Regions from separate parts of the Mus musculus genome. Here regions 1, 2, 3, 4 and 5 are each linked to region 6. The links are chromatin contacts, called in public HiCAR-type and promoter capture Hi-C maps. All regions are on one chromosome and are shown on one strand. Each heading gives the region's core, a stretch centred on a gene start, on an enhancer-like site or on the middle of the called end of the contact. The rest is flanking DNA. Distances are from core to core; before and after follow the strand shown.

Evidence for each region. Promoter capture Hi-C pulls out the DNA fragments that hold promoters and counts their contacts. HiCAR-type assays count read pairs that join an accessible place to other places.
Region 1: a contact with region 6 is called in a promoter capture Hi-C map of liver, with 7 times the contacts expected there. The contact joins the promoter of Slc4a1ap here to the promoter of Nelfa in region 6. A contact is called at or near these places in 1 of 39 promoter capture datasets (liver) and 1 of 9 other capture datasets (liver).
Region 2: a contact with region 6 is called in a promoter capture Hi-C map of liver, with 6 times the contacts expected there. The contact joins the promoter of Nrbp1 here to the promoter of Nelfa in region 6. A contact is called at or near these places in 2 of 39 promoter capture datasets (hippocampal neurons and liver), 1 of 115 datasets of contacts at active chromatin or transcription factors (astrocytes) and 1 of 9 other capture datasets (liver).
Region 3: a promoter capture Hi-C map of liver shows a contact between it and region 6, with 7 times the contacts expected there. The contact joins the promoter of Zfp513 here to the promoter of Nelfa in region 6. A contact is called at or near these places in 2 of 39 promoter capture datasets (liver and pre-B cells), 1 of 115 datasets of contacts at active chromatin or transcription factors (astrocytes) and 1 of 9 other capture datasets (adipose tissue).
Region 4: a contact with region 6 is called in a promoter capture Hi-C map of liver, with 6 times the contacts expected there. The contact joins the promoter of Gpn1 here to the promoter of Nelfa in region 6. A contact is called at or near these places in 1 of 39 promoter capture datasets (liver) and 1 of 115 datasets of contacts at active chromatin or transcription factors (astrocytes).
Region 5: a HiCAR-type map of astrocytes shows a contact between it and region 6, with 7 times the contacts expected there. The contact joins the promoter of Gckr here to the promoter of Nelfa in region 6. A contact is called at or near these places in 1 of 115 datasets of contacts at active chromatin or transcription factors (astrocytes) and 1 of 9 other capture datasets (adipose tissue).

Annotation. Positions count from the first base shown.
Region 1 is chr5:31,524,693-31,528,525 of GRCm38.p6, forward strand. Slc4a1ap (solute carrier family 4 (anion exchanger), member 1, adaptor protein) reads left to right here and starts at 2,303. Exons shown (of 14, transcript NM_001347328.1): 1 at 2,303-2,992; 2 at 3,351-3,546. The coding sequence starts at 2,330. Supt7l (SPT7-like, STAGA complex gamma subunit) reads right to left here and starts at 2,070. Exons shown (of 5, transcript NM_028150.2): 1 at 1,923-2,070.
Region 2 is chr5:31,238,889-31,242,701 of GRCm38.p6, forward strand. It overlaps Nrbp1 (nuclear receptor binding protein 1), which reads left to right and starts at 2,030. Exons shown (of 18, transcript NM_147201.2): 1 at 2,030-2,114.
Region 3 is chr5:31,199,755-31,203,731 of GRCm38.p6, forward strand. Zfp513 (zinc finger protein 513) reads right to left here and starts at 2,549. Exons shown (of 4, transcript NM_175311.4): 1 at 2,233-2,549; 2 at 1,829-1,984; 3 at 481-1,068; 4 at 1-393. The coding sequence starts at 2,287. It overlaps Ppm1g (protein phosphatase 1G (formerly 2C), magnesium-dependent, gamma isoform), which reads right to left. Exons shown (of 10, transcript NM_008014.3): 9 at 3,818-3,920; 10 at 2,914-3,530. The coding sequence ends at 3,327.
Region 4 is chr5:31,492,379-31,496,092 of GRCm38.p6, forward strand. Gpn1 (GPN-loop GTPase 1) reads left to right here and starts at 2,363. Exons shown (of 14, transcript NM_133756.5): 1 at 2,363-2,505; 2 at 3,140-3,233. The coding sequence starts at 2,395.
Region 5 is chr5:31,295,645-31,299,446 of GRCm38.p6, forward strand. Gckr (glucokinase regulatory protein) reads left to right here and starts at 1,919. Exons shown (of 19, transcript NM_001374741.1): 1 at 1,919-2,035; 2 at 2,521-2,676; 3 at 3,070-3,138. The coding sequence starts at 1,976. Fndc4 (fibronectin type III domain containing 4) reads right to left here and starts at 288. Exons shown (of 7, transcript NM_022424.6): 1 at 1-288.
Region 6 is chr5:33,934,910-33,938,482 of GRCm38.p6, forward strand. Nelfa (negative elongation factor complex member A, Whsc2) reads right to left here and starts at 1,362. Exons shown (of 11, transcript NM_011914.3): 1 at 1,117-1,362. The coding sequence starts at 1,326.

The sequences.
Region 1 (3,833 bases), core at 1,053-3,552, 2.4 Mb before region 6:
CCTTCCTCTAGTCCAGTGGTTCTCAACCTGTAGGTCATAACCCCTTTGGGGATCAAATGACTCTTTCATAGGTTAAGGAATATCAGGTATCCTGTATATAAGGTATTTACAATAGGATTCATAACTGCAACAAAATTACAGTTATGAAGTAGCAATGAAAATAATTTTGTGGTTGCATGGGGTCACCACAACATGAGGAACTACATTAAAGGGTCAGACCTTTAGGAAGGTTGAGAACTGCTATTCCAGTCTTTTTCAGAATCTGATCTACACTTGGCCCTGCTGCTAGACTTTCTTCCTTTCTCTGTCTGTCTCTCTTTGTGTGTCTCTGTCTCTCATTCTCTCAATGCTGAAGATTTAACACATCCTACAAAAGTATTTTTATTACTGAGCTACACTTCCAAGCTTTTTTGTTTGTTTCTTTTGCTTGGAAAAAGTCAGAATTCTGTGGCTTAGCATTCAATAAAAGCTTACTAAGCGTCTTTAATTCACGTCTCCAGGTTTACTGCCTATATGTCTCCTCAGGTCCAACAAACATCAAATGAATACATTGTGTGACGGTGTAAGATCTTTGTCCTGAGGGAATAACAGAAGCAAAATACTGCAGTATAGCAGCAGCTGGCACTGCTACTTTAAAGGCGTGAGTTCAGTGTCCTGCAGGCAAGTGAGGGGCTTCCTGGACAAAATGAATGCCCTCAGCTCTAACAATATACTACTCAGTTCCTTTCTTTCTCTTTCTTTCTTTTCTTTTTTTTTTTTTTTTACATTTACTTATTTTGGGTATGTGTGCATGAAAAAATCACAAGACAACTTGTGAGAGGCAGTTCTCTCCTTTCACCATGTGGGTTCCATGGATTGAACTCGGGCATTCGGACTTGGCAGCAAGTGCCTTTTACCTACTAAGCCATCTAACTGGCCCCTCAGCTTATTTCCTTTGCTAAGATTGTATTTTTAAATTATTAATTTCGAGACAGGGTTTCCCTTTGAGGCCTTGGCTATCCTGGAACTTGCTCTGTAGACCAGGCAGGCTATGCATTCACAGACATTCGTTTTTGTTGTCTGTTGGGGGTTGAGTATATGCTTGTGTGTTCCATGTGTATGCAGGTGCCAAGGATATCTGAAGAGGGCATCAGATCCTTCTGGAGCTCAAATTAGAGGTGGTTGTGAACTCCCCTGATGTGGGTACTGGAAATGGAGCTCAGATCCACCGAAGAGCAGCACACAGAACCATCTCTCCAGCTCCACCACTCAGCTTCTCAAGAACATGAGATATTTTTATAATTGACCCTTTGAGTTGTGACCTCTGCCAGGAACCCTCTACATCTTTATCAGACTTGAATTTGTTCTTTAGGATCCCTGAAATCACCATTCCCCCCAACAGATCTCCTTTCTTTGTATATTTACATGAATTTGCTTTTATCCCTGAACCTTAACTTTAGTTGACTTATTCATCTGTATTCTCCCACTTGTTATGGCTGCCATCTTGGTATAGTTTCAGGCCTCTGTCAAAGAGTTATAATATTAACTATGGCTTAGTTCAATTTTCCATAAATTTTATGACAAATTAACACTACTATTTCCAATTTTTCAGATGTGGAAGCTGTTGTCCAGGGTCATGCCAACATCATAAATACAAAGAGTAAAAAAGAAAAGAGGTTTCGATGCTCAGGTTTGTTAAGCCACTAAACATGCTATCTCAATATTTTGTTCCGAGTAATAAAAGAATGAACAATAATAAATTGCTTCTTTACTAACTTCATAAAAGGAATAAATTCGAGAGCTGCAGATAGGGACTCCTTGCTCCGGATCTGGAGGCTTAGGCTTAGGCGCCGACCACAGGATCCTGGGAAGTCTGATTTACAAGGCAGCAGGAAAATGGGTGGCTCTGGACCGGAACCAGAAAATAAAGTTCAAATACTCACCGCCCTGCCCCAGGAGTGGTATACGCGGCTGCCTGACTCTGACAGGTCGGAGTCGAGGACTAGGTCAAGCCTAGGAGCCTTGTTTATTGATTAATGGACCAAGGCCACGGAAGCACTTCTTCCCAATCGCCCTCTGCCACAGGAAGTTATTACTAGCCTACATGCAACGCCTAAAATGTCCGTATCCTGCACAGCACTCTGAGAGCCTCTCCCCGCTTTCTGGTATTGTGACTCCCTAGTGCTATTCACATCTTTAAAACTCTGCGAGTCTTGAAAGAGGAACTCCAACATTTCTGTCCAGAGAAGCCTCAGGGAGGTGGGAAGGAGGAGGAGAAGTGAGCGGGAACGTAGAGAGCGAGGGGTCGGGGTTTCCGAGGGACACATTTTGAGATTGCACCCGGCTAAGGATGGCTGATCCTACCCCTCAGCTAGATGCGCCAGCTCCCCAGGAAGTCAGTAGCGAGTTTAAGAAGCCGGTTTTACCAGTGCCTTCCGCAGTACGGGGTAAGGCTCCGGCCTCCAGTCCCTCCGTTTCTGAGGATGTGAAGAAAGAATGTCTCGCGGCGCAGCTGGACTCTGGATGTGAGGAGCCCGAGGTCCCGCCACCGCAGCCGGACAGCCAGGAGACCGGGGGTCCACCGGTGGAGCAACTCCGCTCCCCGCGGGTAGCTCCTGCGTCTGGCGGTCCGACCCGGGCTCCTCCGTACCGAGAGCCATCGTGGGGCAGCCCAGCCACGGCCCCCTACAGTCTCGAAACCCTGAAGGGTGGCACCATCCTTGGCACCCGCACCTTGAAAGACACGAGCTGCTGCTTTTTCGGGAGACTTGCTAGTTGTGACATATGTCTGGAGCATCCTTCCGTGTCTCGGTACCATGCTGTACTACAGCACCGGGGGGCGGATCCCAGCGGAGACTCTGAGGGTCATGAGCAGGGCTTTTATCTCTACGATCTGGGAAGTACCCACGGCACGTTCCTCAACAAAACTCGCATCCCACCCCGCACTTACTGTAGAGTCCACGTCGGGCATGTAATGCGCTTTGGAGGCAGCACTCGGCTCTTTATCCTTCAGGTAGGTAGAAAAATCTAAAATAAAAATCTTGGGACTTCACTGTTTTTGGTTTTTCAAGACAGGGCTTCTCTATGTAGCCCTGGCTGTCCTGGAACTCTCTCTGTAGACCAGGCTGGCCTCGAACTCAGAAATCCGCCTGCCTCTGCCTCCCGAGTGCTGGGATTAAAGGCGTGCACCGCCACGCCCGGCGATTCTGAGTTTCTTTAAGGTTTAGTTGAGTAAAAGGATTCTGGTAACCAATGACAAAAGCACAGGCCTCATTCTGGACCCACAGGTCTGTGTACGTTGCTGTGTCTCAGAAAGTAATTTTCTCACTTCTGAATCCATATATGTATATATTTTACCCATGATTCATTAGGGACCAGAGGAAGACCGAGAGGCAGAATCTGAATTAACAGTAACACAGTTGAAGGAATTGCGTAAACAGCAGCAGATATTATTGGAGAAGAAGATGTTAGGTGAAGACTCAGATGAAGAAGAAGAAGCAAATACCACTGAAGGGAAGAGCAGTAGAAGTGGTCAAGATGATGAGCTGGGCTGCACGTGGGGAATGGGTAAGAAACTACTACTGAAGGTGGCACCCTCAAGTGCTTTTGATCATACAGCTCAGAAGGCCTACAGCTGAAGTAGGGTAAATGTAATTTGCAAGCCCAGGGTCATTAACTTTAGTGAGTAAAAGTGTTGAATTATGGGCATTATACATACACCTCTTTCTCACCGTGTAATTTGCTTATTGCGTTTATCATTTAAACACACACACACACACACACAGAAAGAGAGAGAGAGAGAGAGAGAGAGAGAGCTTTCTGAGTGCTAATTATCACCTGGAGGGCATGGAAAA
Region 2 (3,813 bases), core at 780-3,279, 2.7 Mb before region 6:
TTTAATGCTTATGATGCTTATGAGTGTTTGCTTCCGTATACTGTATGCATGCCTAGGTTCCATGGAGGTCAAAAGAGGGTGCCAGATTTTCTCAGACTGGAGCTACAGATAATTGTGAGCTGCCATGTATATATACCAAACCAGGGTTATCTACAAAAGCAGAGAGTGCTCTTAATTGCTAGGCTCTGTCTCCATATCAATTTCTTTTTTGTTTTTGTTTTTCACAGACATGGTTTCTCTGTGTAGACCTGGCTGTCTTAGAACTCAACTCTATTGACCAGGCTGGCCTTGAACTCAGAGATCCTCTTGCCTCTGCCTCCTGAGTCCTGAGGTTAAAGGCTTGGGCCACAGTCAAGCTAATTTCTGAGTTTTTATAATAAGCATTCATTATTTTTTGTTTGCTTTTGGTTTTCCAAGTCAGGATTTCTCTTTGTAGCCCTGGCTGTCCTAGAACTTGTTCTGTAGACCGGGCTGGCTATAAGTGCACAGATATCCACCAGCCTCTGCCTCCGGAGTGTTGGGGTTAAAGGCATGCACAACCATCATCTGGCTAGTATTTATTACTTTTGTAATCAGGAAACATAAGTGAGGTGGTAAAAATGTAGGCAGCAGTTGGTCATTTTAGGTATACATGAGAAAATAACTGAAAATGAGGTTGCCAAAAGATCCTCTGTGCACATTTGAAATAGTACTGACAGAAAATAATAGGAACTAAAGTAGCATGAACAGATATGTCATGAATGCTTGCCATGGCTCAGGAGTTACAATGGCTTTGGCAGAAAGGCTAATCTGGAGAGGATGAGCACCCTTCTGAGACTAGAACAAACTTTGAAATGGTGTGCTATACATTTTAGGTAAGTGCATCTTTTAATCCAACATCAGAATTCTATTTTGTCTTGACACAGTGTTGTTGCTCTATTGCTTATGCTGACCTTGAACTCACGGCATTAGCCTACTGAGTGATAGGATTACAGGTATGCATTACTATGCTGGGTGAAAAAAAAAGTTTGTTTTTGAGACTATGTAGCCCTGGTTGGCCTTGAATTCACAGAGATCTCTCTGGCATGCTTGTTGAAATTTCAGTTTTTAAAGCAAGCATTTTAAAGTGAAGAGATGAGAAAAAAATGAGTCTCTATAGGATTTCTGTGTGAACCCGTGAACTAGGATTAACTAGTCCCTTTAAGGAGAGTAAAATTGGTGATTGTGACATTCTCAGATTCAGATGATTCATCCTTCTTCCTTGATAATACATGTATAATGGTATTATACATCTCTTAAATTCTGCCTTTAACTTTCTAAGATCAATGGCTTACCCAGAATCTATTGTAATTCTTTACACTCACAGACAATGTAAACTCTTTCCAAATAATACCTTTTCAAAGACAGTTTTGATGGATCTTCTTACTTCGGATTCTATTTTGGACTCATGTCAACTTAAATTTGAGTAACTTTTTTTTTTTGTTTTGTTTTGTTTCTTTTTCGAATTTGCCAACTATCATTGGATAACTTCAATGAGTTCTCCCTTATGTGGGTCGAATCAGGTTATGTCTGGGTAAATAATGTTATGCAAATCAGCAACTATTAGTTTTCATGTTAAGCGATTAAAAAAAAGCTTTCTGAAAATTTGATGACCAGTGCACTGTCTCTTTCCCAAATGGGGAATGTGGGTGGGTTCGTTCCTCAGATTGAAAGGCTGCGTCTTCCGTTCCTTTTGTCTTCTTAGAGGATTAGGACTGTCATGGCGCTTTCAAGAAGAGAGAGAAGGCCTTCCTTTCGTCCGGCAGAATTACTTGGGGGCACCTCGACTGGGAGGAGGATGGACAGAGAGACAAGAAGACAACGCTGGCAGGCAGTCTGCCGGAACCCCGCAAGGGGAGGAGACCCGGCAGTAGACTGCCTTGAGAGCCTCGGTCTGTGGGAACCGCCCCCCGCTGCCCTGTCCAATGGAAACCTGGCGGCGGTGCGGCACCGCCCACTGTTGGTCCGGACGCCGCGAGGGCGGGGCCCGCAGTTCGGTTGCGCTGCGGAGCGCAGCTGTGAGGGAGTCGCTGGGATCCGAGGCCCCGGAACCCGAGCTGGAGCTGAAGCGCAGGCTGCGGGCGCGGAGTCGGGAGGTGAGCTCCGGAGAAAGAGGCCCTGGAGGGAGGGGCTCGCGGAAGGGCGGCAGGATGACCCCGAGCCGCGGGCCGGCAGGACGCGGCCGGCGGGTGCTGTCGGGCGGCCCTGCTTTCTCGGGAGTCAGGCCCGACCTAGCCCGGCCCGTCGCAGCTGAGGGGCCACCTTGGCCCCAGGGCGCCGCCCGCCCTCCTGGTGTCTCCGGCGTGGCCGCGGCGGCCCGGAATTCTGCGGGCGCGGGTCGGGGGGCCCCGGCGTTCTCTTGGAACTCTGGCCGCGAGAGGCGGGGCAGGCGGCGCGGGCGGGGGCGGGGCGGGGGCCCGGGCCCGAGGGCCTGCGGAAGGAAGCGCGGCGTCCGGGCCGGGCCTGCTCGCGGGGCGGCGCGCCGAGCGCGGGGGCGTGGTCTGCGGCCTGACGGCGGGGCAGGGCTGGCCTTTGATGAGGTGGCTGTGGTGCTCGGTCTCCTGGCCGGCCACTGTCTGTCCGCCGCCGCTTCCTTCCAGATACTGGCCGGGCGACCTGTTGGAGTGTTGACAAGCTGAGGGCCTCCTCCCTCCGAGCTTGCATTCTCTCCGACTGAGCAGTTCTGTTGACCTCAGAGGCTTTCTGGGTTTCCTCAGAGCGGCCTGTGGCTGCGAGCTATGCGGGGTGATGTGCAGAGGGCTTTCAACTAATAATGGAAGCCGGGAGAACAACTTTGCGAGATGACAGACAATGCCCTGTAGTGAATGTACTATGCGTCCTCAGGGTAGCTAGAGGCTTCGAGGAGATACCCTCACCGATGCAAATGAGCTTTTCCACAGTGATCCCTGTTAAAACTGCCAGCAGCTCTGAGGCAGAACCCCCAGTGTTGCACACGTTTCTGCATCTCTTGCGGGAGTGCTTGGAGATCTTTAGGCACTGCTCTTATTTTACCTTCTGGGACATGATTGGGAGGGCAATGTGCTTTCTGGATGTTTGTCTCTGATGACAGTTCATCTTTTCTCTAAGTGCCCCGTGGAGGGGCTGCCTGTTTCCTTGGTCCTGTAGTTTTAGATTCCATGGGCTTTGACGTTCCAGAGTATATTCTGTATCTCGCTAGACTTTCACTTATCCGTTCAGATTGGATGCACATTCTGCGAATGTAGCTGAAACAGACTTTATTATTTTCTTAGCTCTTTGATAGGGGACGGAGGAAAAAGTGATCCTTAACTCATCTTTTTTAGTGGTTTATTAAGACATGCACGCAACTAATAGCTGTCTTGGCAGACTGAGGAGGCTTTCAAGGACTTTCCTTAGAAATTAAAGTGGGGAAGTATCCTACCAGATTTCCCCTCCCCCGCCCCCGTCCCGTAGTGTTCTTTGCGTTTACTAGAGCGTTAATACAAGTCCCTCGATTCAGATAAAACTGTATAGGCTGGGGAGAGATGCGTAGAAAGGGTCGCAAGAGAGTTGTATGGCCATTCTGGTGTTGATTGCAGGTCTTAGGTATTCTGAACTGACTCTGGAGTGCAAGTTTACTTTCCAGGGTATCGCTTTCTTACTAGACTGCTCTTCCTTGAGTTAATCACACACAGGTTTCAGTTTTTTTTTTACAGTCTGTGTTCATTTGATTGTCCCTTTTTTTTTTTTTTTTTTTTTTTGGTATGGGTTAATTAGAAACTTAGGTTTTTCTTAAAGCAACTCTGCGCCTATAGAAATGTTATTTTTAGTACTTTA
Region 3 (3,977 bases), core at 1,299-3,798, 2.7 Mb before region 6:
CAGAGGCGTATGGACAGCGGGCACAGCGGAAGGGTTTCTCACCACTGTGAGTCTTCATGTGCCGAGCCAGGTGGTTGGGGTAGTGAGTGGCAAAGGGGCATAAACTACAGGCAAAGCCTTTGTCACCAGGGCCCTGGGGTCCCCCAGTGGCAACCCCTCCAGCCTCTCCTCGCATGCAGCGCCCACACATGGCAGCTCCCAGCCTGCTGCCCTCACCCTCCTCCAGTTCCTGTCCACAGCCCCGGCAGGTCCAAGGGAACAGTAGCTCTGGCAGTGGTTCGGATCCAGTTCCACACAAGCTCTCCCCTTCACCCCGCAGCTGCCCACAGTCTGGCAGGAAACTGGCACCACCTGGTGGCACATGAAGACTCAAGTCTGGCAGGATCAGCGCATCTGTGGGAACAATGAGATATGGGCCATTAATCCAAGCATCCCTATCACCACCAACCCATGTCCCAAGATGCCTGGTGTTCTTTTTACCTTCTGATCGTCGGGGCATTGTCCCCTCCTGCTCTGTGGGACTGGGAGGCCGGGTTGGTCGTGGAGCACAGCATCGAAAGCCACAGGTTGGGCAGGGAGGAGTGGGAGGCCCTGTGTGGGTGCGCTGATGCCGCCTCAGGTTGCCCAGGCTGCTGCAGGCAAAGGGGCAGTGGGGACAGCGGTAGGGCTTCTCGCCAGTATGGGTGCGGGTATGTCGCGTCAGGTTGACGAGCTGGGCTGAGGCGTAGGGGCAGCGGCCACAGCGGAACGGCTTCTCCCCGCTGTGTGTCTGCATGTGCCGCTTCAGGTGGCTCGAGTAGTGGGACACGAAGGCGCACAGCCGGCATGAGTACAGTAGCCGTGGGGGCAGCGGGGGCCCCCCACCCGGCCCTCCTGCCCCACAACACGGCCCCTCACCTGTCGGCCCCCCACACAGCTGACAGGCTGGGCCTGGCCTCTCACCCCTGGCCTCCCCTGGACCCCTGGCTGGTTCCTCAACTTCACTCTCCGCACTTAGTGCGCGGCCGCCCCCAGACTCGTCGTCACTCAGCCCATAGGGAAGTCCAGGTCTGGCCCCCTGAGAGTCTCCTGGTGAAACGTAAGGGAAAAAAAACAACCGGTCAACATGGCTCAAGACTGAGTTCCAAACTCTCACTTCTCACATGTAGCCCCACTTACCCTGCCTCATCCTTGATTTGGTCCTACCTCTGAGCCTAATTACTAACACCAGGGTTGACATGTCATTTTTAACAAATGGAAAATATCATGAGCTTGAAGTAGGGTGCAGGCTGACGTGAAGCAACGTTAATTCTTGAGACAAGAAAAAAATATAAAGATCCCAAGATCTTTTTTGTAAGCTCTGGTTTAGTAAGGCTCCTTTTTATATAAGGCTGGTTATGAAATGAAAGCCTTCTCAAGCAGGCACAATTTAGAGGAAGTGGAAACAATGTAGTGCAAATTACACAGAAAGGGCAGATTCGTTTATATGGTTTTTCTCTGACTTTAAAAAATACCCCAAAAATAAATGAGAGACTTAAGGATAGAAACTGAAACCTCAGTACAAAAAGGATCTGCTGCTACTGGTCAAAAAGGAGTTTTAAGAGTAGCTTATTTACATAATTCCCTTGCATGAACCTCTTGAGGTGCGCATAAGAACTGGGGCTACCCACCCCTGTATTCACACCACCTTTAGCCCGAACCCGAACTTCACCTCAGCAAAATGATGCTGCTGAGGGACCTTTAGGGAGTTCTAGGTTGTAGAAAGTGGTGTTCGGGTCGCTGGCACCGCCTTCTAAAGGGCTTGAGTTACCAATTGCCACTAATCCTAAACCACGACCCTTAAACACACCTTCAGAGTCTCTCTCAAAGCCCATGAGCTGGTCGTTGTGGCCGTCACCTTCATCCTCTTCCTCTTCCTCTTCAAACTCCAGATCTTGGCCTAGTAGCAAATCGCTCTCCAACACCAGGGCCCCAGGACCTTCGTCGAAGGAATCTTCAGTATCCACTAAAGAGGGGAGGGTGCTTGTGGAATCTCCCTCCCAAGCAGTACCCATAATCCGAACCAAGGAGCCAGCTGTTGTGAACTGCACTTCCCGTACTCGATGACCCTCAGGTTCCTTTAATACTCTGGTAAGGAGCGAAGATCCCAGATCATCCGCCCCTAACCCTCAGGAGTCCCCCTCCACCCTGACCTGAGCCCACTCTACTGACCCCACCCCTGTTCCTCCCGGCTCAAGGCCCCTGACCCCTGACCTTTGACCCCCTCGCATTTCACGGGCTGTGGATGGCTTTGCTTCCTTCGGGGCATCGTGACCGGCTCCAGCCCGACGCGCCTCCGGCCCGAGGCCTCCCGGCCCCGCCCCTCCCAGTTCGGCCCTGCCGTCGGTCCTTGCTCTTAGGATCCACGAACCGCCCCCATACACCGGTGCGGGCCCTGGGCAGCCCCTGGCCCCGGCCCCGGAATCCAGCTCAGGTCGCTCCCGCCGCCGCCGCCGCTTCCATTCATGGAGCCCCCTACCCCCCTCCGAAGACCAGCTGGTACCTCCGTACCCGCTTCCGCTTCCGCCACCGCAGAGCAACACGGGATGCGTAGTTCATGGGCTGTACAACCGGAGCGCAGTCGCAGCATGACCAGGAAGTGATTGTGATGCGCTGCTAGCCAACCAATCAGAAGCTGGACGCGTAACCCAACCAGCCAACCAGGAAGGTGGTACCCTGCCCCCTCCATATACGAACTAGGAAGTCGTGCCTGAAGGCGAACAGCGCAGGATGGCCTCCAGCGGGCTGCTTACTCAGGAGTTAAGACTCCCAGCTCCTGCTCCACATTCACTGCCCCCTCTCCAGAGGCTCGGGACACACACAAGCATGCAGCAACAGCCGCCCACCACATATGGGGCCAGGGTAGGAGAGTAAAGCAGGACACTATGAGCACGATTAGCTTTTGTTTGGCCTTTAGTCTGAAAAAGTGTTGCTTGAAAGTGTACAACAGAGAGCGGGTGCAAGCGGCTAGGGGTCACAGAGCCGCCAATAAAAAAGAATGTCCTTAAATAAAGTGTTCACAGAGTAAAAATCAGAACTACCAGTCCTTCCCTCCAACACAACAGAGCACAGGCACAGAACCGATAGTCGATGAGCCCAAGGAGAGTAAGGAGGCTTAAGAGGACAGCAGAGCCTCCCAGGCTGCCGCGTGGGGGGGGTGGGGGGCCCTCTTTGTAATGGGCTGAGGAAAGCCACCCAGCCCCCTGCACACCTCATACCCACTGCTAAGGCTAAAGGACAAGGACAAAACTCAGTCTCGGGTCCAAGGGCTCAGAAAACAGTCCACATGGGCAGGGTCCGGTTGACCACTAGTCCCTCTTGGCCTTCTTTTTGTCACTGTTGCCGGTGTCTTCAGCCCCCTCCGTGGACAGTGCCTCCTCCAGTTTCCTCTTGCCACTCTCTGCCTGAAGCTCTACTGTGTTTCGGGGCTTGAAGCAAATGATGATGCACGTCATGTTGTCACACCCTGTACCATCCCCAGAAGTGTCTGGCGCCAGGCACTGATCCAGCAGCTACAAAAAGGTTAAGGCAGTTTAGCCATGGGGTTTGAACCAAAGTACCACAAGAAGGCTTGTCCTTGCTAATACAAGAAGGCAGGACAGAAGGAATGGGCAAGTTATCACAAAGAAGAAACCTGTGAATTTCTGAGGCCCAAGGCTACATCAGGGAAATGAGGAAAGAGCCACCTTTTTAATCAAAGTCATCTAGTGTGTACAGTGATTCTACTCCCAGCCTCTGCTCACATCTCAAGAGATGTGTCTGTGTAAACCAGGCGCCTGCCTCCCAACTTTAGACTCACCTCTTCCACAATGGATGACAATAACCGAAGCTCCCCGTTTTCATCACGTTGACTGATCTTTGATTGAATAAAGTCTACAACCTCCTGGCTGCTCATCACATTCCTGGGTCAAAAAATGACAATCAATCTTTAATCCTACCAAAGAGAGGCAGGTAGGCAT
Region 4 (3,714 bases), core at 1,113-3,612, 2.4 Mb before region 6:
TGCTCTTTGCTAGTTCCTTTTCCATCCTCCTCCATCGATTCAAATTCAAGATAATCGCCCACAAACCAGTCTAACCTGGGGAATCTCTCAGTTGAGACTCTGTCTCCACAGGTGACTCTTCCTTGTATCATGTTGATACTAAAAGCTAACCAAGACAGAACCATACTTGAGAGTTCCTGTTAATATCAACAATCTATGTGCATCCAGCATGGCATCCTTGTTGTAGTGTTCTATTGAATTTTTAGAAGACTAAACAGTGTGGTCAAGATCTATTGTGTCCTTAGATCACTATTCTTGGGGAGGAAAATAGAAAGGAGTTGTGAAAAGTCAGGAGGCAGAATATGGTTCAGGTACAACGCACGTCTCTCTCACATCAAACTACTCAGGACCTGCAGGTCTCTGGAGCAAATCTGCTGTGGACAGAACTGCCTTGGGACTTAGTTCAATCTCTCATCACCTTTTGTTTTTCAGACTGACCTTGATTTGGCTATCTTACTGCTTTAGCTTTCTGAGTGCTGAGATTACAGGTGTTATATAAAACAAATTAGCCACAGGTTTGAGCTTCTCCTGCTACTCCAATCCATTAAAAACAACAACAACAAACAGCAATGGGCCTGCTTTTATTTCCAACATAATGGGTGGAATTTCTCTTGTACTTGGAAAATGATTGATAGTCATTTATACAGTAGCAATTTCAAAGCTTGCTTTTCTTTTTCTCCTCCTCCTCCTCTTCCTCCTCTTCTGCTTTTGTAGAAAAGTAGGGAGGAGATCCAAGGTCATCGGAGAATCTCCCCATACAAAGCTTCAACTTGCCAAATTGCTGATGCCACAGCCAGGAGTTGGGTCAGTAATTACAGGTGTTTACAGCCAATCTTTCCAACCTGAATTCCATCTCTGAGACTCACATGGTGGGGAGTGAACTAACTGAACTGTATGGGTACTGCCAGAAAAATAATGTTACCTGAATCCCTGCCAGAAAGTAACACAAGCCAGACAGTGGTGCCCAGAGAGGGCCTGAGTCAGGAAAGGAGAATCACTATCCATTTGGTATGGTACGTTGCTCACTGATCCTGGAGCTCATTAATTTGGCTAAGCTAGCTGGCCACTGAGCTCCAGGGATTCTCCCATCTCTAGCTCCCTAGCACTGGGATTATAGGCACAATCCACAATGCCTGGGCTTTTATGTGAGGGCAGGGGTCTGAATTCTGGCCCTTAAGTTTGTGCAGCAAGCACCTTACTAACTGAGCCCTCTCCACAGCCTGCACATGTCATAATAAAATGAGATATCTATGTATAGATATATACAAACTTTTTGTTCTTTAAGAGTTTTATCCACGGGGGCTGGTGAGATGGCTCAGCGGGTAAAAGCACCCGACTACTCTTCCGAAAGTCCGGAGTTCAAATCCCAGCAACCACATGGTGGCTCACAACCACCCATAATGAGATCTGACTCCCTCTTCTGGAGTGTCGGAAGACAGCTACAGTGTACTTACATATAATAAATAAATAAATCTTAAAAAAAAAAAAAAGAGTTTTATCCACTTTCCAAGAATGTCAACAAAACCCAGGGCCACCCTTGACTCCTAGCCCTTTACCTCACTCTTAAAGGGGACTTTTTAGGAGTTTTCTGGTTCCCTTGAGCCTTTGGTTCACCATCTTTTCTTCTTCCCTTGGACAAATAGCCATACAGATGAGCAAATAAGACATTGGTCACAGTCTCTGTCATACAGGGCTTTCCCTCATGAGGTTCGTCTCCCTTCCTCTACCCATATCTTCCGGTATTAATTATTCAGCCACACTTCAGCCACAAACGCTGTAAGGTTCTTTAGTCCCCTTTGCATTAGGCAATGATTGCCAGAAAATGTATCTTCCTCTGTTAAAGTACAGTATTCATGCTATCTTTCAAGTGTTACGCTAATTTTTACCTAATATTTTCTAGAACATAATGACGTTTAATTTTTTTCTTCTTCTTCTTAGACAATAAAATAAAAGGTAGAGCAACACCTTTGTTATAGGATCCTGACAGATCCTGGCTTGGGAATCCCACCTCATTACTCCCTTGGGGACACGAGCTTAACCCTTTCCGGGTCCTATCTCACTCCTGTCAACCCTTCCTGGTTCCCTACACTACCCCTCACTTGTGCAAAGCCACTATAGCATCAAAGTGACCCCTGCAAGTCAGATGCCAAAAGCCGGTCAGGCACCCACTGCAGTAGGTTCGAGCGGTTTGGATAGTCTGGCCAATCGCAACCCTAAACTCAGAGAGGCCGGATCGTTCGACCAATCGTAGCCCTGTACGCAAGAGGACGGATTTTCCTACCAATCGCAGCCCGGAATTCAGAGAGCCCGCAGGCCGCCGGGCGATCCCTGAGTGGTGGGCGTGGCTGAGGAAAGATGGCGGCGCCCGTGGCTCCATCCGAACCCCAGGCTTCCCGGGCTCCTCAGCCCCCCGTGTGTCTGTTGGTGTTGGGAATGGCGGGATCCGGGAAAACTACCTTTGTACAGGTGACGTGCACCGTGCAGAAGCGGTAGTGGCGCCTCAGGCCCGGGAAGAAGGGAGGAAGTTGTCTGGGGAATCTGCGGGTCCGGGCGCGTGGTTTTCTCGAGCTGTCCTCTGACTCCTTTCCTTCCCGAAGCCTCGAACCCTAGCCTGGGTCACTTGAGGCCGGCTCCTGGGCAACCTTAATGCACACTTGGTACAGCTGAACTTGTCTTGCTGCGAATTGGCAGCTTTCCGAAGGCCCGGGCCTAAAGAGTAGGGGAGTGTAACGTCTACTACTCTGGTTTGCGTGAAGAGTTGTGAAAGAATCACTTCGTTCGACCTACCACGTTCTAAGCTCTGAGAGTACAGCGGCAATGAGATCGACAGGGTTCTTGCTTTCACGGAGTGAGTGTTTTAGTGGAGGAGACAGAGGAAGAAAACCCTTGGAGGGGCAGAGTTAGCGAAGCCGTGACGGAGAATAGGGAGACAGGTACTGGAACTAGATGGCTTTTTAAACTCTTCAGTGTTGAACACGCTGAGGGAAGAAGGAGATTGTTACAGATTTTATAAGCATGGTCAGTAAAGGGATGGGAATTCTCGGGGCCCGTTCCTATCCTTTGGTCATCACCCTCCAACCCTGGCTCCTTGTTTTTGCAGAGGCTCACAGGACACCTGCACAACAAAGGCTGTCCACCGTATGTAATCAACCTGGACCCAGCTGTGCATGAAGTCCCCTTTCCCGCCAATATTGGTGAGTGCCTGCCTGCCTGCTTGCTTGATTTCCTTTTCTTGTCTTTTCTTTCTAAGCTAGCTAACTATGTACTTTTCTTTTCTGTGGATTTGCCTGAGTTCCGGAACAGGCTTCTTGCTTATGCAGATTTATCCCTCTTATGCACTATCCCCGCTCACCTCTCTCTCATGCCCTCGGTGTGTGAAACCGTTGAATTGGTTTGAGAATGAGACATGACATTAGGTCGGGCTGTCACCTGACACGTGAATCCTTTGGTTTCTTTTGTCAGAGTTTATAAGATTTGCTGTAATTCACTTTATAGGCAGGTTCCTTCCATTTCCAAAGTTGTGTGTGTGGGGTGTGTGTGTAAGAATATGCACTGTTCTGAGGAGAGCTTTCTGATTGAGACTATCAAAAAGATTTAAGTATTGGTGTGATCCAAGGGAGCCTGAGGCAGAATATTTAGAGTTCAGAGTCAGTCCGACTTGCATAGCCAGACCTC
Region 5 (3,802 bases), core at 669-3,168, 2.6 Mb before region 6:
CGGGCAGCGACGGCCGAGCTGCGGGCAGAGAGGGCAGAGGCGGAGTGGCCGCGGGCGGCGGGTCTGCCGGCCCCCCGGCCTTCCCAAGGGCCCCGCGTGGTCTGACTCTGAGCGGGGGGCGTTGCCAGCGAGGCCTGCGTCCCCGGTGCAGAGGACAGTGCGGCGGCCAAAGCTGGTCCCCTGCAGCGGGATGTGACCGTCCCGGCGAGCCAGCCGCCGCCTTCTGCAGAGCTGGCCCGGCGCGCTCCGCTGCAGCCGGGCTGGGACGCGCTGGCCTGTCTCGCCGCCGTCATCCCTCCCCCCTCTCCCCCCAGCCACGTTCTCCCTGGGCTCCTCCCACGACCCTCCCTATGGCGGCCTGCCGGGGCCCCTATCCCTTCCTTCACCCTCCCTGCTCTAGCCGATTAACTGACTAGAGCCACCAGGACAGGCTCAGGTGTGAGGGTCTTGTGCACCTGAGAAAGCACCTCCTTCCCCGCATGAAATTAGCCAAGTTAGGAAGAGGCATTCCATCTCCGAATGCAGGAGGGGGCCACGAGCAGAGGATGATGGAGATAATTATTGTTTTAACAACCTCTTGGAGACTGCGTCAGCTTTTAAGTCTCTTTTCCATTCATGATCTGATTTGATTCCATTCGCTTTCTCATTCACTCTTTCGTTTATTCAGCAAATATTTACTGATCATCTTCTATGTGCCTGGCATCATTATAAGAACTAGAAAGGATTAAAAAGAGGGCTGGGCATATAAGAGCAATTTAAAAGCAGATCTCTCTCTCTCTCCCCCCCCCCCCCCCCCCGTGGGTGTGAGTGTAACACATTCCTTTGAGAGAAATCGGTTAACCCACACCTCAGGTTTTCTACCCTTAAAGCATAGAAACATGAAACAATTGTTAGAATATCAATAGTGTCAAACACTGGACAAGGGTCTTTTTTTTTTTTTTTTTTTTTTTTTTTTTTCCAAGACAGGGTTTCTCTGTGTAGCCCTGGCTGTCCTGGAACTCACTCTGTAGACCAGACTGGCTTCAAACTCAGAAATCCACCTGCCTCTGTCTCCCGAGTGCTGGAATTAAAGGGGTGCATCACCACTGCCCGGCAACAAGAGTCTTTAAAAACCTTCTGTCACTGTATGAATAAGTATTATTCAACAACTTGTTAGTTGTTGCATTCATTCAGTAAACATGTAGACATGTTAGGTCCTTAAATTATTTCATATGTTAGCTGAGTATGAAATCTGTGTGATCCTAAATAGCCAACCACTTGTCTGAGGCTGTTTCCTCATCTAAAAACAATGCCAACAATGGCTTCTATGTATCTATGTGTCCATGTGTCCATGTATCCAATGATGTCTGCCATTTGGGAGAAAGTGGGTCAGGAGAAATAGAGACTGTGGTATTTAGGGCAATTTCTTGGTCCTCGTTGTTCTTAGCAGTATTTCTATTTCTGTGACATCTCCTCTGTGATATCCAGTTCAGTGTTCGCACACCTGGGGTCCAGAAGCGTCTATTGCTTTTCTTTCAGAGAGGAGCAGATAAAATGAGCCAGTGGGGCAGGGAAGGACTGCATGCTGACATGTGATCAAGCCATGACCTGAGTCCTCTGACTTCTACTGACCCTGATCTCTGGCCTTTGGAGGCATTTGGGCCACAGATTTGTTCAGGGATTCTTTCTGACCTGGGTGTTCTGCAAGGGCAAAAGCAAAGAACGTCTGGTCCTCTTCTCCAAGGGCAGAGGCTGGCAAGCCAGAGTATACGCAAAGAGGACCCTCAGGAGCTCCTGTGAGGGCTGGAAGCCCCGGCGACAGGAACGGGTGTTGAAGAGAGGGGCGTAGGGGGTGGTGTTTTGAGAGGCAGGGTTCTTAGGTTAATCATCTCCATGGCTCAGATAAGACCCTGCCAACTGGAAGCAAATTATTGGGGCCAGAACAGATTGCGTGAGTGCAGAGGCAGGCGGGTTGGAGAGTCTGCAGTGTGGGACCATGCCAAGCACCAAGCGGTATCAGCATGTGATCGAGACCCCTGAGCCTGGGGAATGGGAGGTAAGGTTCTTTCTCCATTTCAGCCTTCTCTTCTGATTCCTAAAATACTGTTAAGTTTGGACTGGCCTCAGCTCTGGACTTCTACTCCCTCTTCTATTTTTTTTTTTTTTTCTTTTGCTACACGGTCTAGCCCAGGCTGGCCTCAAACTTGCTATGTATCTGAGGATAGCCTTGAACTCCTGATCCCTTTGTTGCAGCTTCACTTTCCAAATGCCTGAATTGCAGGCACACTTACCATGATAGGCACCTTTCCCCTTACCTTTCCTTATGATCTTCCTTTCCTAATAGGCTCAGAACATCACATGAAGACTAAGTTTTTAGTATGTGAATGGTGTGTGCCTTATGTGTGCATGTATGTGCACAAGTCGGTGTGTGTGAAGTATGTGAATCTAAGCCAAACACTGGGCCTCCTGCCACTCCCACCTCCAGTCCAGCAGGCATAAGGCAGACTTTGGCTTTCTGTCCCTACCCTTGTGTGTCTCTAGTTGTCAGGGTATGAAGCAGCTGTGCCAATCACAGAGAAGTCCAACCCACTGACCCGGAACTTGGACAAAGCAGATGCAGAGAAAATTGTTCAACTGCTGGGGCAGTGTGATGCTGAGATATTCCAGGAGGAGGGGCAAATCATGCCCACCTACCAGGTGACCCACAGTCAAATCTCAGACACTGCAAATAAAGATGTCAAGTCGGCCACACTTCCACCTCTACCCTCCTGATACAGGAAATCCTGATCCCTCTCCTTCAATCTCAATCCATCATCTTCCATTTCTTCCTCCCCTCCCCATTCCCATTTTTAAAATTTATTTATCTGTTTTGTGATGTGGAAGGATTTGTTCCATGAGGAAATGTGTGGAAGTCAGAGGACAACTTTTGGGAATCAGTCTGTCCTTTCACCATGTGGGTCCCTGGGATTAAACTCAGATCATCAGACTTGGCCACAATCCTCTTAACTCACTGAGTCATCTCACTGCCTTTCTCTCACCTCTACCCCCCCACCCCATTTCTCCATCCTGATTCCTGTCCACTCTCTACAGCGACTGTACAGTGAGTCAGTTCTGACCACCATGTTGCAAGTGGCTGGCAAGGTCCAGGAAGTGCTGAAGGTACAAATTCCCCACCTGCTTCTCATCCATCCAAACACTTCTGTTCCCTCCAACTTCCTCCTTCCCGGGTCTCCACTTCTTGTTTTTATAAATCTCAGTTCTTTATTCTTTTAGTCTTCCCTTTGGATATTTTTTGTTGTTTTAGTCACTGATAATAGTTATGACAGCTACCAGATGGATACTACTTTATCAGCAGCAGTGCATTTCCTTTGAAAATATTATTATTTTTTAAATGTTTATGGCTGTTTTGGCTGCATGTATGTCTGTGTACCACGTGTGTACCTGGTGCCCTTGGAAGGCAGGAAAGGATCACAGATGATTGTGAGCTGCCATGGGGTCCTCTGAAAGGGCAGCCAGTGTGTTCATGGCGGAGCCATCTCTCCATCCTCAGCAATGCACTTCCACACTCTGTACATCCACAAAACCCAGTAAAGTTGGTATTATTATCTTTTTTTTTTTTTAAGTTCTCTTTCCAGACCAGAAAACAAAGAAAGGCTGATTGTAGTCACTTGCTTGGATGTACCCAGCTAATAACTGCTGGCTGGCACCACTGCTTTGATTATTTACTTTTAGTTAGTTGACAAAGCTGCTCTCAAATCCCTTCTGGAATTTTAATGAATAGCTTAGTCAGAGAGGATAGTCAAGAGGATTTCTTTCTCCAGAT
Region 6 (3,573 bases), core at 112-2,611:
TCGGAGTAAATCAAACTGTCTGCAACAACTTGGATGAATCTGTCCAGGTGTTTACCAACAGAAGACACACCCACACCACACGGAAAATGAATATAACGTGGAAACCTGTTGCCGTATTAAATTCAAATGAGGCAAACCCCAAATACTCGTGTGTGCTAGGAATGCACACACGATTGATAACCCTGCCAAAATAAAACCAAAAAAAAAAAAAAAAAGCCTCCTGCAGGAAAGAGGAATGGAGGTGCTTTGGAGGGACCAGCCTTGTTTTCATGTGTGGAGATAACAGGAGTCATTTAGCTAGCTCTCAGTATTTTTTAAACCGAATAAATATGCAGTTTTGTGTATATGGTATAGTGCAGCAATAAAAATTAATGATATAAAAATAATACAATAACTGGAAATGTTTAAAAACTAAGGTAACTCGGTGTTTTTAGCTGCTATCAGATGTAGTGGCCCAGACCTCCAGAGATTGAGACTGGAGGATACCAAGTATGAGATCAACCTGGGCTACACAGTGAAACTATACATATATTATTTGCGTATGTATTTGCAAAGCATAGTATAAGTTAGAGAGATGCAATGTGGAACAAGAGTACACTGAAAAGAAGCCACAGAATAGCCGGGCGTGGTGGCGCACGCCTTTAATCCCAGGAGGCAGAGGCAGGCGGATTTCTGAGTTCAAGGCCAGCCTGGTCTACAATGTGAGTTCCAGGACAGCCAGAGCTATACAGAGAAACCCTGTCTCAAAAAACAAAAACAAAACAAAACGCCACAGAATAGAGATGAACGCAAGCCGACTGATATTTGGTAAGGCAAAAGCAACAAAATTAAGGTCAGCAGTCACATGGAAAGTTGCACTAACAGCCCCGAACCAAGAGTAGCTTCGGAGCTGAAGCATCCAGCACTGCGGAAGGGGCGGGCCTGGCTGTTGTGGCCATGGCCCCACGACCCCCGAACGCGACAGCGCCCAGCGGCTGGAAGTACTAAGGTGTAGGGGCTAACGGCGCCAAAACGGAGCTGCGCGCGGCCGGCGGGAGAAGGGCAAGGTGCGGCGCCGGAGCCGGCGGGAGGCAGGAGCGGTGCTCCGGCCGGAGAGAGGCTGGCCCGCGTCCTCACCTCGTCCACGGTGCGGCGCGGGAGATGCAGCGTCCCGAGCAGTAGCTTGAGCTTCACGGCCGAGGAGAGGCGGTGGAAGCAGAGGCGGATGTTATCGATGACCGCGGCGGTGAGCAGGGACGCGATGCTGGGTGGCGCCCACAGCTCGTCCGTGGCGCCCAGCTTGTTGTGCAGCCACAGGCCGGTGTCACTCTCCCTCATGGAAGCCATCTTGGCGGCGGCAGCGCGCGTCGGCCGGCATCTTACGCGGACGCCTACGTGTCCCCGGCGAGGACCCCCAACATGGCGGCACCCGTTGGCGCGGGGCGGGGTCTCGAGTGCAACTGCAAATGGCCCCGCCTTCTGGAGGCTTCGAGCCGAGGCGCAAGAACAGGGAGTGGGCGGTGAGTCTCCGCGAAAAGAACTCTGGGTTTCCGTAACGCATGATGGCGGCACCTACTAGGGCGCCGGGCAATGCCGTAGCCATTTGAGTCGCATCCGTGTGTCGTCGAGATGTTCCGCTCAGAGTACCGCAGTGAGGCGCAACAGTTTGGTTTCCCGGTGTGCGGCTCATTGGAAGGAGTCCGGAGAGCGCGCTGGGCTCGTTCTCCACAGACAGTCTTGAATGGCCCTTGCCCGTCCTGCATACAGTGCTGCCTCAGGTCCGCATACAGGTCCGTTCCGTGTCGGGGATGTCACTAGGCCATTTCCCATGGTTATGTGGTCGCGATGGCTGTGGTTAATCATCAGGGCAATTGCAAAGTAGTTCAGAGTACGGTCTTTCAAAGGCTGATCCTCCACAGCTGCTGAGAAGCCTAAATTCACCCTGTAGTGTCTCTCTTTATCAGAACTTGACAGTGTAGTTCTGTCCATCCTTCGAACTCACTCTGTAGACCAAGCTGGCCTCAAATTCCGAGATCCACTTACCTCTGCCTCCCAAGTACTGGGATTAAAGCCCTAGGCCACTCACAAGGCAGTGTCAGCAAAAGTGGCAGTAGGGCACGACTCTGGTCACAGATATTTAGGAGATTGAAAAGGATCGGTTGGGCCGAGGAGGTAGAGGCCATCCTGTGCAAAATAGTGAAACGAATCTCTTAAAACACTAAGTATCCTGGGAGTGGTGGTTCATGTCTGTAATTCCTGGAATTTGAGCTCAGATAGGAGGGTTTGAGTCCATTTTGAGCCACAGAATGAAAATATATAACTAAATGTAAATTGTTTTCTCCTAATTGAAATATTTCATGAAGAGGGGAGAGCAGCTCTTAAGACTTAGCATGGTAATTAAATGTACAAGCCTGAGGAAACTTGGAAAGGCATAAGACTCACTAGGCCACTTCCCATGGTTATATTAACAACTATTGACAGAAGAGACTGTGGAATTGCCTGATTCAAGGGACTGGGAGCCTCAGGTATCCAGCATTTGGTGACAGCTGTAGTGGAGTGGTCTTTCCTGACACTTTAAGTTACTCAGACTTGCCTGGTGGTGGTGGCACACACCTTTAATCCCAGCACTTGGGATGAAGAGGTAGGTGGATTTCTGAGTTCGAGGCCAGCCGGGTCTACAGAGTGAATTCCAGGACATCCAGGGCTACACAGAGAAACCCTGTCTTGGAAAAAAAAAATGTTGCTCATCCTTGAAGTAGGTTTTTGCTACTTTGTGGGTTCTTTTTCCCACCCTTCATCCTCCCATCCATTTCACCCTCTATCATTAGATAGAGAAGGAAGGATAGAGGAGGAGGAGAGAGAGAGAGATCCCTGAATCTAGTTTCTTCTTTGAGCACCGCTACTAACAAACCACAATCCCCTCCCCCTGCTCCCAATGGCTAACAATCACCAACTCCACTTATCAGGGCTCTAGCATTTATATACCCTCTGAAAAATTCCCAGAATTTCAAATGCCACACAAACACAGAAACTATCTGCAGCTGGCAAAACCATGGCTCTGCTAATCAGTCAGCTGCTACAAAGCAGCCCCATATCCCCACACTTAATATTAAGACAAAAACATAATATTTCTGTGTTTTTTAAAGAAAGCAAAATATCAGAATTCTGAAAATTGCCACTACACATAATTGCCAGGTGTGGTGGTACACATCTTTAATCCTAGCACTCAGGAGGCAGAGTCAGTAAGGTTTGAGGCAAGACAGGTCTACAGAAAAAGTCCCAGGACAGCCAAGGCTACATGAAGGAAGCCTGTCTACAAAAATGAAGTGGAAACTTGAGGGTTCTTTGGAAATTCAGTTATGCTGGATGGTGTTTTGCTGGGGTATACATCTGAAGGAGTGTTTTCCTGAAGTGGACACGGGTGAAAGATTAAGGCAGACTCATGAAGGAACATTTGGCTGAAGCAGACACTGGAGAAAGGGTGTTCTGCTAAGGCAAGCATGTGAAAGGACACGTGATGAGGATTCTTTGATAACAAAATCCATGTGTTGATCTGCATTTGTTGGATTCCATAGACAGAAATGCACCAAAAAA